3 separate regions of the Mus musculus genome follow, and regions 1 and 2 are each linked to region 3. The links are chromatin contacts, called in public HiChIP or PLAC-seq and promoter capture Hi-C maps. All regions are on one chromosome and are shown on one strand. Each heading gives the region's core, a stretch centred on a gene start, on an enhancer-like site or on the middle of the called end of the contact. The rest is flanking DNA. Distances are from core to core; before and after follow the strand shown.

Region 1 (3,981 bases), core at 383-2,882, 200 kb after region 3:
CTGATGGAGCCAGTACTGAACTGTTCACTGATAACAGTCTTTTTGGCTACCAGTGTACTGTTAGCTGGCAACAAAAGTTGTAACTTAGATTGGAAAGAGGAAGTCAGCTCAACGAGTGGTGTCTTACCTCTCAGAAATGACCTTAAATCAAACTCTAGTTCCAGAACCAATTAGCGCACATACAACCCAGCTGTCGGAGGCTAAGGCAGGAGGATTGTGAGTTTACGCCCTCCCCTCCCCACTTCTCATTGTTTCGTCTAGTTTGATTGTCCAGCTAGCCTTTGTATCATACTTTGCATATTCCGTTTTAGGAAACCCTGTCTGTCCAGGCTTAATTGGCACCTGTCCGGTTTTAACGTAGGACTTGCTGCTCCCTCTGGTAGATTATTAGACACTTGCTACTGCCTTCCTGTTTCTGGTCTATTTACCTTCCCAGAACGGGAGGCAGAGGGGAGACAGTCAGCACGGTTTCCAGTGAGGGAATGTCCTCTGTCATCACACATGTTACATACTTGAGTGTCCCATCCATCCCTTCCCACAACCAGCCCTGAGTTGCCAGTGGCCTGTGATCACATGACTGCCCAGGCTTCAATTTGTTTTTGCCTTTTAGCCACCCATAAAAGTTCTGGTAAGAGTTTTGAGTTGAGGGTGGGGTCAAAGTGATACCTGCTGTTTCTTGAGGCCCAAAGGCAGGCCTGAAGACACTAAAAAGTCTTACCCTGCAAAAACCTCTCCTTCTAGTCCTGCCACATTCCTCTACTAATCTCTTCTCTCTCTTAGTTCTGCCCTCCCTTTCTTTTTTTTTTTTCGAGACAGGGTTTCTCTGTGTAGCCCTAGCTGTCCTGGAACTCACTTTGTAGACCAGGCTGGCCTAGAACTCATAAATCCGCCTGCCCCTGCCTCCCGAGTGCTGGGATTAAAGGCGTGCGCCACCACGCCCAGCTCTTGCCCTCCCTTTCTAAGAGTCTTGCTGAATTGTTCATTCACATGTCTCTGGTAGAAAGAGCTGGCTGTCCTGGGGACTTAATGGCAGAGGACAGAGACCAGTGGGCTCAGAGGAACTGGTAAACCACATACCCTGTGCCCCTAAAAGTTTAGATCAAAGAAGAAATAGACCACACCTACTTTCTCCGGCACGCCCCTTCCCTGGAGACCCCAGGAGTTGCGGTTGTGTGTTTAACCCTCTCACCTGCTTTGCCATCCCAGTTTTAAATGACTCCGACTGTGCATCCGGATCTCCCCAAGTTCCCTGAGGCTTCCCTCTGGAAGGAAGTCCCATAGCTCTCTACCCCTAGCCTATGAAAGGGGAGTGGAAAAGTACAGTATTCCCATGGGGAAATGGCACCTTCATCAGACCAGCTAAGCTTCCAAGTGTGCTCCACACTCACCTGCTTTGGGTTCCCTCCCGGTGAACCCCTTTAATCAGCCCCTCAGGAAACATTTCCTGGCTAAGCAGGAAGCAGGTGATGCTTTTCCCATGTCTGCTCCAGCAGCCCTCCTCATCCCCACATACTGCTTACACACCGGATTCTGTGCTCCAGGCCCAGATCACAGTAAGTAATATAGTCACTGTGTGACTGGCTGTCCGGCAGCACATGATCTCTGAGCCAGTGTTGGAGTTGAGCATCTGGCACAACCCCCACCACTCTGTGCCTCACCCTTCCCCCACCCCTAGGCCAGGTGGTCCTCCCCAGTCCCCTGACTCCTTGCTTGGGCCTCCTTCCAGGTGGCTGGTTCCCCTTAGTGTCTAGAAGTCCTGAATCTATGTGGACAACTGTTCTTGCCTCCCCCAAAGGTGGCCCTATTTTCCCACCGGACCCCCCCTTTCTACTTTATCTCCTGTATTTGTTTGCCTATAAGAGGGTTGTTAATCACCCCAACAAGAGAGAGGACAAGCCCGCAAACATACTCCAGACCCTTCAATCCTAATTTTCAAAAATCAACTCTTTTCATAATGCACATATAATTGTTGCAATAAAATATCCAGTTAAAAACAAACAAATAAACAAACAAACAAAAAACTAGAAGCAAGAAGGTTTAAAGCTATAAAGGTCCCTGCCATCCTGTAGAACTCCGAAGAATGTAGAAATGGCAACATCAGGTGGCGGTATTCCTATGTACTAACCTACAGACTTTAATCCTGTCCCTTGGCCGGGGCATCTCTACCAGGGTTAAGGGAGAAGACTGAGTTTCAGCTCACTTAGTCTATCTTGTCTTGCTCAAATATATCAAGTATAGGTTACAGAAAACTTGGGACCACCCAAAGATTTGAGGGAGCTTCCATTCTGCCTGATCTTCTTACCCAGATCCGAACAGAGGCAACCTGACTGGTGAAATTCACCATCAGACGGCCAGTAGAACCACGGAAGGATGGAAAGCAGGCCCTCGCTGCTGTTCCTGAGGTTACATTTCTTATGTATGCTGCAGGGTTGAGCTTACAGTTGAGTGGCAGAGTCTCTTGCCTTCCAAGCCCTGAACACTCCAGTCATTGGGTGGGTCTGTAGCTATAGAGGAGAGAGGCCAGGGAGGGAAAGGCTTAGCCAGAGAAGAGAGAGCTACAGCTCTGATGGTGAGGCTTCTGTAGGCAGTATCTTTGAGGGATCTGTAAAATTATGAGAGGACCCAGGACAGGAAACCCAGCTGGTTTATTTGGCTGTTTGTGTGCGCTGCTACCTCCACGTTCTCGCTTCTTCCCTAGGGATGTATTTTTTGTTTAAACAGCAGAGGAATTAAAGAGACACTCTTACCACCCGGCATCCACTCCTCCTCCCTAACAATTTCTTTCGCATCAATCTTGTTTCTTTTCCAAGGAAGAATGGGTCTGAACCAGACTAGGATTGACCACTTCCCTCAATAGAAGACATCCTAGAGCCACCAGCTTTCCCTGGCCTCCACCCCTCCCCAACACTGCATCCCAGTCTACCAACCCAGATTCAAAGCCACACTTGAGTGACACAGTTCGGACATGTAGAATTAGCAAAGCAAAGCAGCAAACAACGAAAACACCCAAGGAGCTTATGCTTAGGATTAAGCAAAAGCTGCCCCCAGGATTCATCGCAGTCAGTCTTCCCTAGACCCCTGAGCCACCAAGTCCCTTCTTCTATGCAGTAGAAAGGAGGCTGACCAGGCAACATATTTGCCCATTTACTCAGGAACACTGCAAAGTGTCTCCGTCATTCTTTTCAACTGTCCCAGCAGAAAAGCCACTCATTTGAAGCCAGCCTCCTGGATCAGGTTCCTCTCCTGGTAACTCTGTATCTTCACACTAGGTCATGTTCCTCTTCACAATATGCAGGTGGCTGGGCAAAGCAGCATGAAGGTACACTTTGGGTCTGAGCAACGTTGCTGTGGATTGGGCGTGGGTGTGCAGTTGAAGGATGAACACCAGGCCTTCCTCAGTAGACAGGGAAAGGCTTCTTTTCATACCTGGGTTTTATCTGCATCTTCTAGGGAAAGGAGAGGCAGCCCTCCCTTCTGTGGGGGAGGGGACACAGCAGAGGCGGTGGGATGGAAAGGGATATGCATGGCTTCTGAATTACAGTTAGGGACTTTTAATTTCCCTGCATGCTGTGGAATGAAGATTGGCTTGTCTGCCTGTGCACAGTATCCATGGTCACTTGTCACTCAGTGTTTATCATGTGCAGTTTTCATGAACTTTGGCTGTTGAGGGGTTGAAACAGATAACAGAGCTGCTGTGTGTAATTTTCTCATCCCACATGCACAAGAAGAGGCCAGCCTCAATACAGAAAGTCACCTGTGTGAATTGCCTTTTAAGTTCTTCCATTAATGTCACCTTGTTCCAACATGCTGTCCTCTATCCAGAAGAACTAACCAATCAGTCCCTTGGTTTGTTTCATTTTAAGAGTGGATTCTTTTGGAATGCTGTTTGCTTTGTGCTACTTTTTGGAATGTAACCTTTGAGACATCCTCACCGACTGCCATCAGTCACTCCACGCCCTGTGCTTGAGATCCGAGGCGTGT
Region 2 (4,255 bases), core at 1,167-3,666, 160 kb before region 3:
TTAGTCTCTCTGTAAAGCAGTGGCTCTCAGCCTTCCTAATGCTGCAACCCTTTAATAGAGTTCCTCATGTTGTGGGGACCCTGGCCATAAAATTATTCTTATTGCTACTTCATAACTGTAATTTTGCTACTGTTATGAATATCATAATGTAAATATTTGGGGGGATAGAGATATGCCAAAGGAATCTTGATGACCCACAGGCTGAGAACTGCTGCCCTAAAGCCCTGCCCGTGTCTGTAAGGTTTTCTGCTTTGACAGTGTATGTGTGACACAGAAGTTCTTTCTTTGGGGTTTGAACACCTCTCCTGTGTACCCAGGCACTCACCCTGACATCTTGCAATACCACAGTCCTAAGCTCACTGAGATATAATAGCCTGGACCACAGAGGAAGAAAGCAAAGCTGGCATCACCAGGAGGGGAGGGTGGACACCGTCTTAAAGCAGAACATGTGTGCTGGACCGCGGTGGCTCACACCTTTTATGAGGAGGCAGATGGCAGGCAGATCTCTGTGAGTTCAAGCCCAGCCTGGTCTACTGAAAGAGTTCCAGGACAGCCAGGGCCACACTAAGAGACCCTATTTAAAAAAAAAAAAAAGTCAAAACACAAACAAAGCCAAAAAGCCAAAACAAAACAAAGCACCCCACAAACAAACAAAAGAAAAAAGAACAGAAACAAAAGGAGAATGCATGCTGGGGATGGTGGCGCACGCCTTTAATCCCAGCACTCAGGAGGCAGAGGCAGGTGGATTTCTGAGTTCGAGGCCAGCCTGGTCTACAGAGTGAGTTCCAGGACAGCCAGGGCTGCACAGAGAAACCCTGTCTCGAAAAACAAAACAAAACAAAACAAAACAACAACAACAAAAAACCAACCAACCAACCAACCAAACAAACAAACCAAAAACAAAAGCAGAATGCACGCTTGTTCTTCCTCGTCTTGCCTCTTCTGATGCGTGCACCGAGTGACTGCACGGACCGCTGAGTATGTACTTACCTCGGGGCTTAGGAAAGCTGCGCACACTTTCTGAACACAGCCTCATTCCAGAGCTTTATGATGGACACACATTTTACTACTGTTTAAACTTATATTAAATGCAATTAGTATATACTCTCGTTTTTTCCTCACGTTGCCCTGCCTGGCCTTGAACTCAGAATGTACCTGGCGGTGATATTGGGCTTGTTTTTATGCTCTTGCCTCTCCCTTCTGACTGCCAGATTCCACGTGGACATCACCACTCCTAGTTTTCGTGCTAGAGACCAAACCCAGAGCTCTGTTCTGCCAACTGGGTATTCTACCAACTGCGCTACGCCCCCAGCTTCGAGGAGCAGTTCTTGTATTATCCTGTCGATGTCGTGGGGATCTACAAGCTTGGGTCCTATTTCTAACTGCCCACCATAAGCATCCCTACAGCAGGGACCTCAAGTCTTTTATTCCCCTTCATGGCTTGTGTGTTAGTCCAGAACTTTGTGCAGAGTGGGCCTAAGGTCACTGGCAGTCAAATGAAAAGACACACCACTTAATGGCTACAGGCAGCTGTAAGGTTTGCTCTGTAAGGTTTCCCCATCCTCCCTTTCTGGGTCTAAAAGAGACACTTCTCTTAGGGGACTCTTCTAAGAAGGGCGAAGGAGCTTCCTAAGTTGAGTCTGCTTACTCCGCGCTAGCCAACATCTTCTGGGTGGACAAGGACCGGGGAGTTCCTTTTGCTTTTCTAGTTAAGCCGGCTCCACTCTGAGCCACAGCTTGAGATACTATGTAGCAAATGGGCATATACAGGTGGACAGCTAGATGCATATGTTTGCAAATAAGTGGACATGTGCTCCTGGAAGACGAGCTTGTACATCCCTTAAGGAATCTGTTTTCATGCTTTGGACCCATGGTTCAAATTTACTCCATTTAAAGAGACTCAAAGTCAGAGGCTGGAGGTGAACAGATGAAAATCCCTCCAAGGAGTCTTTCTGGATGGTTGCTCTTGTCCTGGCACTGTGAAAGCTAGTGCCCAAGAGGATCGACCCTGTGTGTGTGTGTGTGTGTGTGTCTGTGTGTGTGTCTGTGTGTGTGTGTGTCTGTGTGTCTGTGTGTGTGTGTGTGTGTCTGTGTGTCTGTGTGTGTGTGTGTGTCTGTGTGTGGTGTCGGGTGGGGGTAGGGCAGGGGGCAGCATCACTTGTGTAGTTCAGCTGTCAGTTCTGGGCAGCTGGTGGATACCAAGAACAGTGCGATTAAGCACTGGGCCCCTCCCCCAGCTCTATACCCCTAAACCTTTCTTCTCCTTGGCAGAGGCAAGCTCCCTTGCCAGCTGCCCTCTCCTCCAGGTGTTTCCTGTACCCTCTCTATTTGCTGGCTGGAGCGAGGAGGGATTCAGTTCTGGTTTCTCCTTAGCCAATGGCAGCCGGCCGTGGGAGGTCCGTGCTCCTGTATCTGAGGAGAATAGACCACAAACAGCAGCTGCCTCTTGACACCTGACTTTTAAGAGAGTGTGTAAACAGTGATGGATAAGGAGGGAGGGCAGGGCAGGGCTGCCGGTGAGTCACGAGGAAGGGAGCATTCACATCTCTGATCCCAATTCCCCTTTGGAGGGAAATGAGGGCTCAGGGCTTAAAGTGAGGGCAAATCTCCCCCACCCCACCCCTGCAAGGAAGGACCTTGACCATTATTAATTCAAATCCCAGTGTAAGAACCTCAGATCATACCAGGTCACCCACTTCACCCCCCAGCCATGAGACAGATGGAATTGTCTGCAGGAGATCCTGGGAAAGTCTCAGTATCCATATCTCATGCTTTGAAACACCTAAATGCCTCTTACTTTGATTCTAACCCTTATATCCCAGCCACAGGCAGCTTGGGGCAAACCTGAGAAGTTTGAGGTCTCTCCCTAGCCGCTCACCCAGGTAGGCAGGGTAGTGATTTTGGTCTCATTTTCTTCATCTGAGTTGAAATGAATACATCTCTGCATGATAGTTTCATTTCTCTCTCTTCTGCTGCCGGGCTGTTAACTCTAAGAGGTCAGGGCTGTGGGATTGGATCCTGTGTTGTGTTTGTAATGTTTGCAATGGGCCTGGCACATAGTAGGACTTCAGCAATGCTGTAAATGGATGCATGAGAGTGTTACTGCCTTTCTCCTTTGCTGGGGTTAAGTTTGTGACGGCTGACAAAACCCATAATAAAGCATGACATTAGTGGGATGTACCTCATTTCATTAAACCCTCAGGGCAGCTCCGTGGGGTTGACATTATTAGGCTATCAGTCAGAAAACAGAGGCTCAGGTTAAGCAAACTGTCCACAGACACACTGTTAGCAAATGGCAGGAAACTCAAATATAGGACTGCCTAAATAAACAGAAGCAGCAGCGGTGGAGGAGGAGGAAGAGGAGGAAGAGGAGGAGGAGGAGGAGTAGGAGGAGGAGGAGGAAGAGGAGGAGGAGGAGGAGGAAAGAAGAGGCAGAAAGCAAGAGGGTAAAGAGATTATGAGGAAGCATCATTATCATCATTATTACTATCAAAGCCATGCTGAATCCAGCCTTTTTCCCATCTCTCCCTGCTGCCATTAGCCTTCTGGTCTGAAAGGCAGGGAATTTATACCACATCACAATTTACTCTCTGCAGGTAGTAGAAAAGGTGACCAGTCTGGAATCCAGTCCTTACGCATCTCTTATGCCCAGGCTTAGACCGCTTGCTTCTTCTCAGACCATTGTGACCATTTCTATAGTGGTTTTTATCTTGGTGGTAGCGGTGGTGATTGAACCCAGGGCCTCTTGAAAGCTAATGGAGCTCTCTACTACTCATCTATATTTCCCTACACTTTGTGTGTGTGTGAATCCTGCTATTTTTGCAGTCTTTCTCTTTCTTTGTTTCTTTCTTTTCTTTTTTGAATCATGGTCTCTGTAGTTCAGGCTTGCCTCAAACTTGCAGTGGTTCTCCTGCCTCTGGGGTGCTGGAGTTCTTGGCATGTGCCACCATGCCCGACTTTGCCTTTGGCAGTGGTAGCTTGCATCTGTGTGTGTGAGTGAGTGTGCTTGTGTGTGTGGTGTGCACATGTTCTCTATAGTGTTGTCTTTGTTTATCTGTCATAGTTGAACCTGAACGGAAGGGTTATGAGATCAGCTCTGAGATTACTCACCCTTCACAGTGTCTGTACTAAACACGGAGCAGAACAGGAAGTTGGGACAAGGGCTGTTGGCTGTAGGGAACAGCCTATTGGTCCTAGGCATGCACTAGAGTCTCCGTTGCCCTTTGACTCATTCCAGTCAGAAAACTCCTAGTCC
Region 3 (4,220 bases), core at 1,325-3,824:
AGAAAGAAAGAAAGAAAGAAGAAAAAAGGGAAGGGAAGGAAAAGAAAGAAGAAAAAAACTTCTAAAAGAAATGTCGCAAAGCCTCTTCTTAGACAATATCCTCAAAACTCATAACCTTCATGTAAAAAATAAAAAAGTATCCCTAAAGTCAGTCCAGAAATCTAATAGCTCCACTTGAAATCAAAGCAGCCATGTTCTTTGAAACCACCAATGTCAAACTGTGGAGGGTTTCTCAGTGCGCAGCACCAAGGCACTGCAGGAAGAGTCATCTTTTCTAACTAATTGGAGAAATACAGGGTGCACAGGAAGTGCCCAGGGCAAGCAGCCAAGGACTAAATCATCTGGAAAGATCTACAGGCCACGCACAAGTTCAAAAGGACAAGAGTAGTTGCCAGGGCTCTCTTTAGAGGGGATTTGGCTACCGAGGGGGATTCTCAACCCGCCTAACCTAGGCTGTCTTGTGGAGGATGAAAACTAACAGATGCCCTCGGCCAGCCCTACCTGCCTGGTGTGTGCCAGGCAGGCCCCAGGAAGGAATTCAAAGCTGGAGGATGCATACCCCATGCCATTGGGGAATTAATTTCTTGATAAGAGGGTGGGGTGTATGCACGAATTCTTTTCTCTTAGTTGTAATGATGTTAACTGTATGCAACTCAGCCTGGGAAGTCTCGCGTGAGCCGGCTCTGAAGAATGAAAGCGTATGACTTGGAAGGAGAGGAGATACGAATCGGTAGCTAGCTAGGCTGGAGTCCACATCGGAGTGGATGGGGGTTCCCAGTTTTCAGCTGCGAATACCAAAAGGCAGGCGGGTCTCTGAACTTTTCTGCCCTCCTCTCTCACTGCCCACAACAGGGCAGCAGCAGGGTCAACTGGCCAGACTTCTGTGTCCACATGGCCTGTTGCCTCTAGCTCACCAGTAACACCTCGTGTCTCTGTTAAAGGGCAGCGCTTGGCAGGCTCGTGGATCAGGGGCTGTGCCCGCCCGCCTGCCGCTTCCCACACAGGTCCACGTTCCCATCCACCAATGCCCCCGAAATCCATGGGAACGACCGACCGCAAGCTTGTGAAGGCGGGAATAGAAGCTGGGAGAAAGTGTAGGATGAGAGCCTGCCTGCATCGCAGGGTTTGCCTGGGGGGGCGGGGGGGCGGGGGGCGGGGAGTGCGTGGGAGCAGGCGCAGGCGCTGTGCAGGGCTGGCTGCGCAGCCTGGGATTGCGGGGGCGGACGCTCAGGCGAGATGGCGCGACTGGGGCGGGGTGGGGTGGGAGAGGAGCGGCGGGAGTGTGAAGGGGGGTGTGTCACCGAGAGCAGGGAGAAGTGTGAGAGCAGGTGGCAGGGGGAAATGAATGAACAGTCTCATCTATATTCCTTGTAGGGATAAATTGCGTGGAGTTGGGAGGGGGCCACGGTCTCGGCTGTCTGTGGGGCCCGAGGGTCTCTGGAAGAACAGAATGAAGGGGTAGGGCCAGCCAAATGTGCCATCTGCTTCGAGGGCGTCCTCTTGGCTTGTGACTTTTATCTCCTTCCACCCAGCCGAGTTTCTGAAGCTGTCAGTTCCCAGATGGGGGATCTCCGAGACAAAACAGCCTTGTTCTGGCAGGCGGCCTCTTCTGGCTGCCGGAATCCCCTTCCCACAGCAGCTGAGGAGTCCTCGGGGTCTATTAGGTCTGCCCACTCACCTGGCATCGCAAGCTGGGGGTGGGTTCTGCTAAGGCCATCTGTTCTGAGGGTAGAGTCACTGTGTTCTCAGGATTCCTGAGATGAAGTTGTAAGAAGGTGAGCCTTGTGAACTCAGAATCTAACACTCAAAATGTAGTGCTCGGCTAGGCCTGGGTGACCTTGGACCAATCGTTTCTCTTTTGCCCTCTGTTTCGTCCTGTATCGGTGGTCTTCAGAGGGCCTCCCTGCTGGGATTCAGGGTGTGACCAGAGGAAAGGAGGAGGGGGTGGAGAGCATCTGAGAAGAGCCTGGGCAGCGGAATCCGGATGACATTCGCCAGCCCCTACCCTCTTCTGGGGATATCTGAGGCACATCCCAAAGAAAGATGGGGCCCATGGAAAGTCAGAGTTGGGAGAGAAGTGTTAGGTTCCAGGCCAGAGGCTATGCACAATGACAATGTCTTGGGTGTTTGTAAGCCAATGTCCCACTCCTGTCCTTGTCCTTTCTTCCTACGGGAGTTAGAGAACTTCCTGTCTTGTTGTTGGTGACCACTGCTTGTGAGCTTGAAGTTAGTCTTTACATCTTACCCGACTCCCTGTCTCCTGCTGTACCACCACAGTGCTCTAGGGATAGGGCTGAGTGGGGTGCCCCAGTTCAAGCTCTTTTTTTCTTTGGATTCCATCTATGAAGTCCAGTGTCGTTATTTCTGAGGGAGTGGAGGTGGGGTGGGGTGGGGGATGGGGATGGGGACAGGGACAGCAAGCTCCATCCATCCAAGAAACCTCAGCTTGGATGAGTCTTCTGGAATCTAACTGACCAACCCTCAAAGATCAGAGAAGAAGGTGTAGCGGCCATGAGTGTGTGTGTGTGTGTGTGTGTGTGTGTGTGTGTGTGTTCACCCCCACACAAAGAATTCCTGTTCATTAAGTGAAGAAATGAGATTAGGGACCCCTGAGGAAAAAGGAAGGGAAACAGCAGGGCACTTGAAAGAATGGGGAATCTAATTAGACACATGCATCCCTGGCCAACCACTCGTCCTCTCCCTGGCCAATAGATGAGGGGGTGTCTAGCTGTCCCCTGCTCTGACAGGCAGTCATCATCTCCACCAGAAGCTCCCTGGAAGCTGCTGAGCCAGACGGAACCAAAAGCATCTAAAAGGTAAGGTCCAAGGTTGGAGGCCTCATGCCCACTGGCACAAAAGCAAAGGGATGGAGTCGGGGCTGTGGCAGGAACTGGGCAGAGAATGGCAAGAGTACAAGGCTCTGATCAAAGAAGCTGCGAGGGGCTTCCGGGTGGTCAGTAAACTGCCTTGGGGGTGGTCTTGAAGAGCATAGATTTCAGTTTGGAGTGGGAATAGGGAACAGAGAGATACGACCTCTTACTACTGCTGGGGACTTACCATTCAGCCCGGCTGAGATTAGGAAGAAACCTGCGCAGGCGGCTTTGGGAGGGCTGTGTAATCAGCTGCAGATGGATGGCTACGATGCTGCAGGCACTTCCGTATCCACAGCACACTCAGCCCTCCACCTGCCTGCACAGATGTGAGTGACCTGCAGACGACGTCTGTGCTCATACGCCTGCACACCATGTCCTCCCAGGAACCCAAGTGCAGACACATATGTATACAGATAGCTGCCGAGCTTTCTGATGGCAAAACACTGCAGAACCTCATACCAACCCTCTGCTTTCCACAACGTGTTTCTAAAATGCTGCATTTCTAAGGCGATGTTACCAGCCAACGTCCTTCTTTTACATTGTATGTTAAGTTCTAAGACTTTGTCTCCAAAGTGACTGGTTGTTCCTACAAAGGACTGGACCTCATTCCTTTCTGCACCTCCAGAGAGAGGAATATCCGGGGACTACAACTTAATAAACGTCCCATGGATGTTTAAGTGACTGAAGGACCGAGTGGCCTTAGAGTAGCCACAAGTAGGGTTAGGGAGAGAGCTCAGTCGGTAGCAGGCTTGTCTAACATGCTTGAAGCTCTGTGCTAGATACCCAGCATTTCATACACCAGGCATGATAGTGCACACCTGTAATCCCAGCCCATGGGAGGTAGAGGCAGGAGGATCAAAAGTTCAAAGTCCTTCTCCACTACATAAGTTTGAAGCCAACCTAGGGTACATGAGAGCCTATCTCACAAAAAAAAAGAAAAAGAAAAAAGGAAACAAAAGTCTCTCTCTCTCTCTCTCTCTCTCTCTCTCTCTCTCTCTCTCTCTCTCTCGTTTTTTTGAGACAGGGTTTCTCTGTATAGCCCTGGCTGTCCTGGAACTCACTTTGTAGACCAGGCTGGCCTCGAATTCAGAATTCTGCCCGCCTCTGCCTCCCAAGTACTGGGATCAAAGGAATGCGCTACCATGCCCAGCCAAAAGTCTCTTTAATGTAGTTTTTCTAAGGCTATTTTGTTGTTGTTATTGCTGCTACTGTTTTTGTTTTGTTTTGTTTTTTGTTTTGATGAGAGGGGGGGGGGTTTCTCCTGAATATGTGGTTGTTTCTTAGAGAATATTGGTGCAAATGCACCAGTGCCCAGCAGGTGAGTAAACATGGGACTCTGGTATGCAC

Evidence for each region. Promoter capture Hi-C pulls out the DNA fragments that hold promoters and counts their contacts. HiChIP or PLAC-seq counts read pairs in DNA pulled down with a chosen protein or histone mark.
Region 1: a promoter capture Hi-C map of embryonic stem cells shows a contact between it and region 3, with 5 times the contacts expected there. The contact joins the enhancer-like site here to the promoter of Optc in region 3. A contact is called at or near these places in 15 of 39 promoter capture datasets (the 3T3-L1 cell line, the C10 cell line, the HPC-7 cell line and 10 more), 8 of 15 datasets of contacts at CTCF or cohesin (CD8 T cells, the G1E-ER4 cell line, the NIH/3T3 cell line and 4 more), 33 of 484 Hi-C or Micro-C datasets (3T3-L1-derived adipocytes, B cells, the Ba/F3 cell line and 19 more), 22 of 115 datasets of contacts at active chromatin or transcription factors (the HPC-7 cell line, SST interneurons, Th17 cells and 15 more) and 3 of 9 other capture datasets (adipose tissue, liver and pancreatic islet).
Region 2: a FOXA1 HiChIP or PLAC-seq map of pancreatic cancer cells shows a contact between it and region 3. The contact joins the enhancer-like site here to the promoter of Optc in region 3. A contact is called at or near these places in 7 of 39 promoter capture datasets (the 3T3-L1 cell line, 3T3-L1-derived adipocytes, the HPC-7 cell line and 3 more), 1 of 15 datasets of contacts at CTCF or cohesin (the NIH/3T3 cell line), 20 of 484 Hi-C or Micro-C datasets (CD8 T cells, the G1E-ER4 cell line, the HPC-7 cell line and 14 more), 27 of 115 datasets of contacts at active chromatin or transcription factors (craniofacial prominence, differentiating embryonic stem cells, double positive thymocytes and 19 more) and 2 of 9 other capture datasets (adipose tissue and pancreatic islet).

Annotation. Positions count from the first base shown.
Region 1 is chr1:133,707,147-133,711,127 of GRCm38.p6, reverse strand. All of the region lies in intron 19 of Atp2b4 (ATPase, Ca++ transporting, plasma membrane 4), which reads left to right. Among named protein-coding and RNA genes, the nearest start is that of Mir6903, 18 kb to the left of the region's middle. Within about 2 kb of position 1,632, at least 12 of the 459 cell types and tissues checked have an H3K27ac peak or open chromatin away from gene starts, as enhancers often do. A contact at or near this core is called in embryonic limb bud, embryonic stem cells and palatal mesenchyme, where this site is marked.
Region 2 is chr1:134,065,457-134,069,711 of GRCm38.p6, reverse strand. No RefSeq gene overlaps it. Among named protein-coding and RNA genes, the nearest start is that of Gm19497, 6.6 kb to the right of the region's middle. RefSeq lists an enhancer at 3,540-4,255. Within about 2 kb of position 2,416, at least 140 of the 459 cell types and tissues checked have an H3K27ac peak or open chromatin away from gene starts, as enhancers often do. A contact at or near this core is called in CD8 T cells, the N1E-115 cell line, Th1 cells and 10 more, where this site is marked.
Region 3 is chr1:133,905,527-133,909,746 of GRCm38.p6, reverse strand. It overlaps Optc (opticin), which reads left to right and starts at 2,574. Exons shown (of 7, transcript NM_054076.3): 1 at 2,574-2,816. The coding sequence starts at 2,713.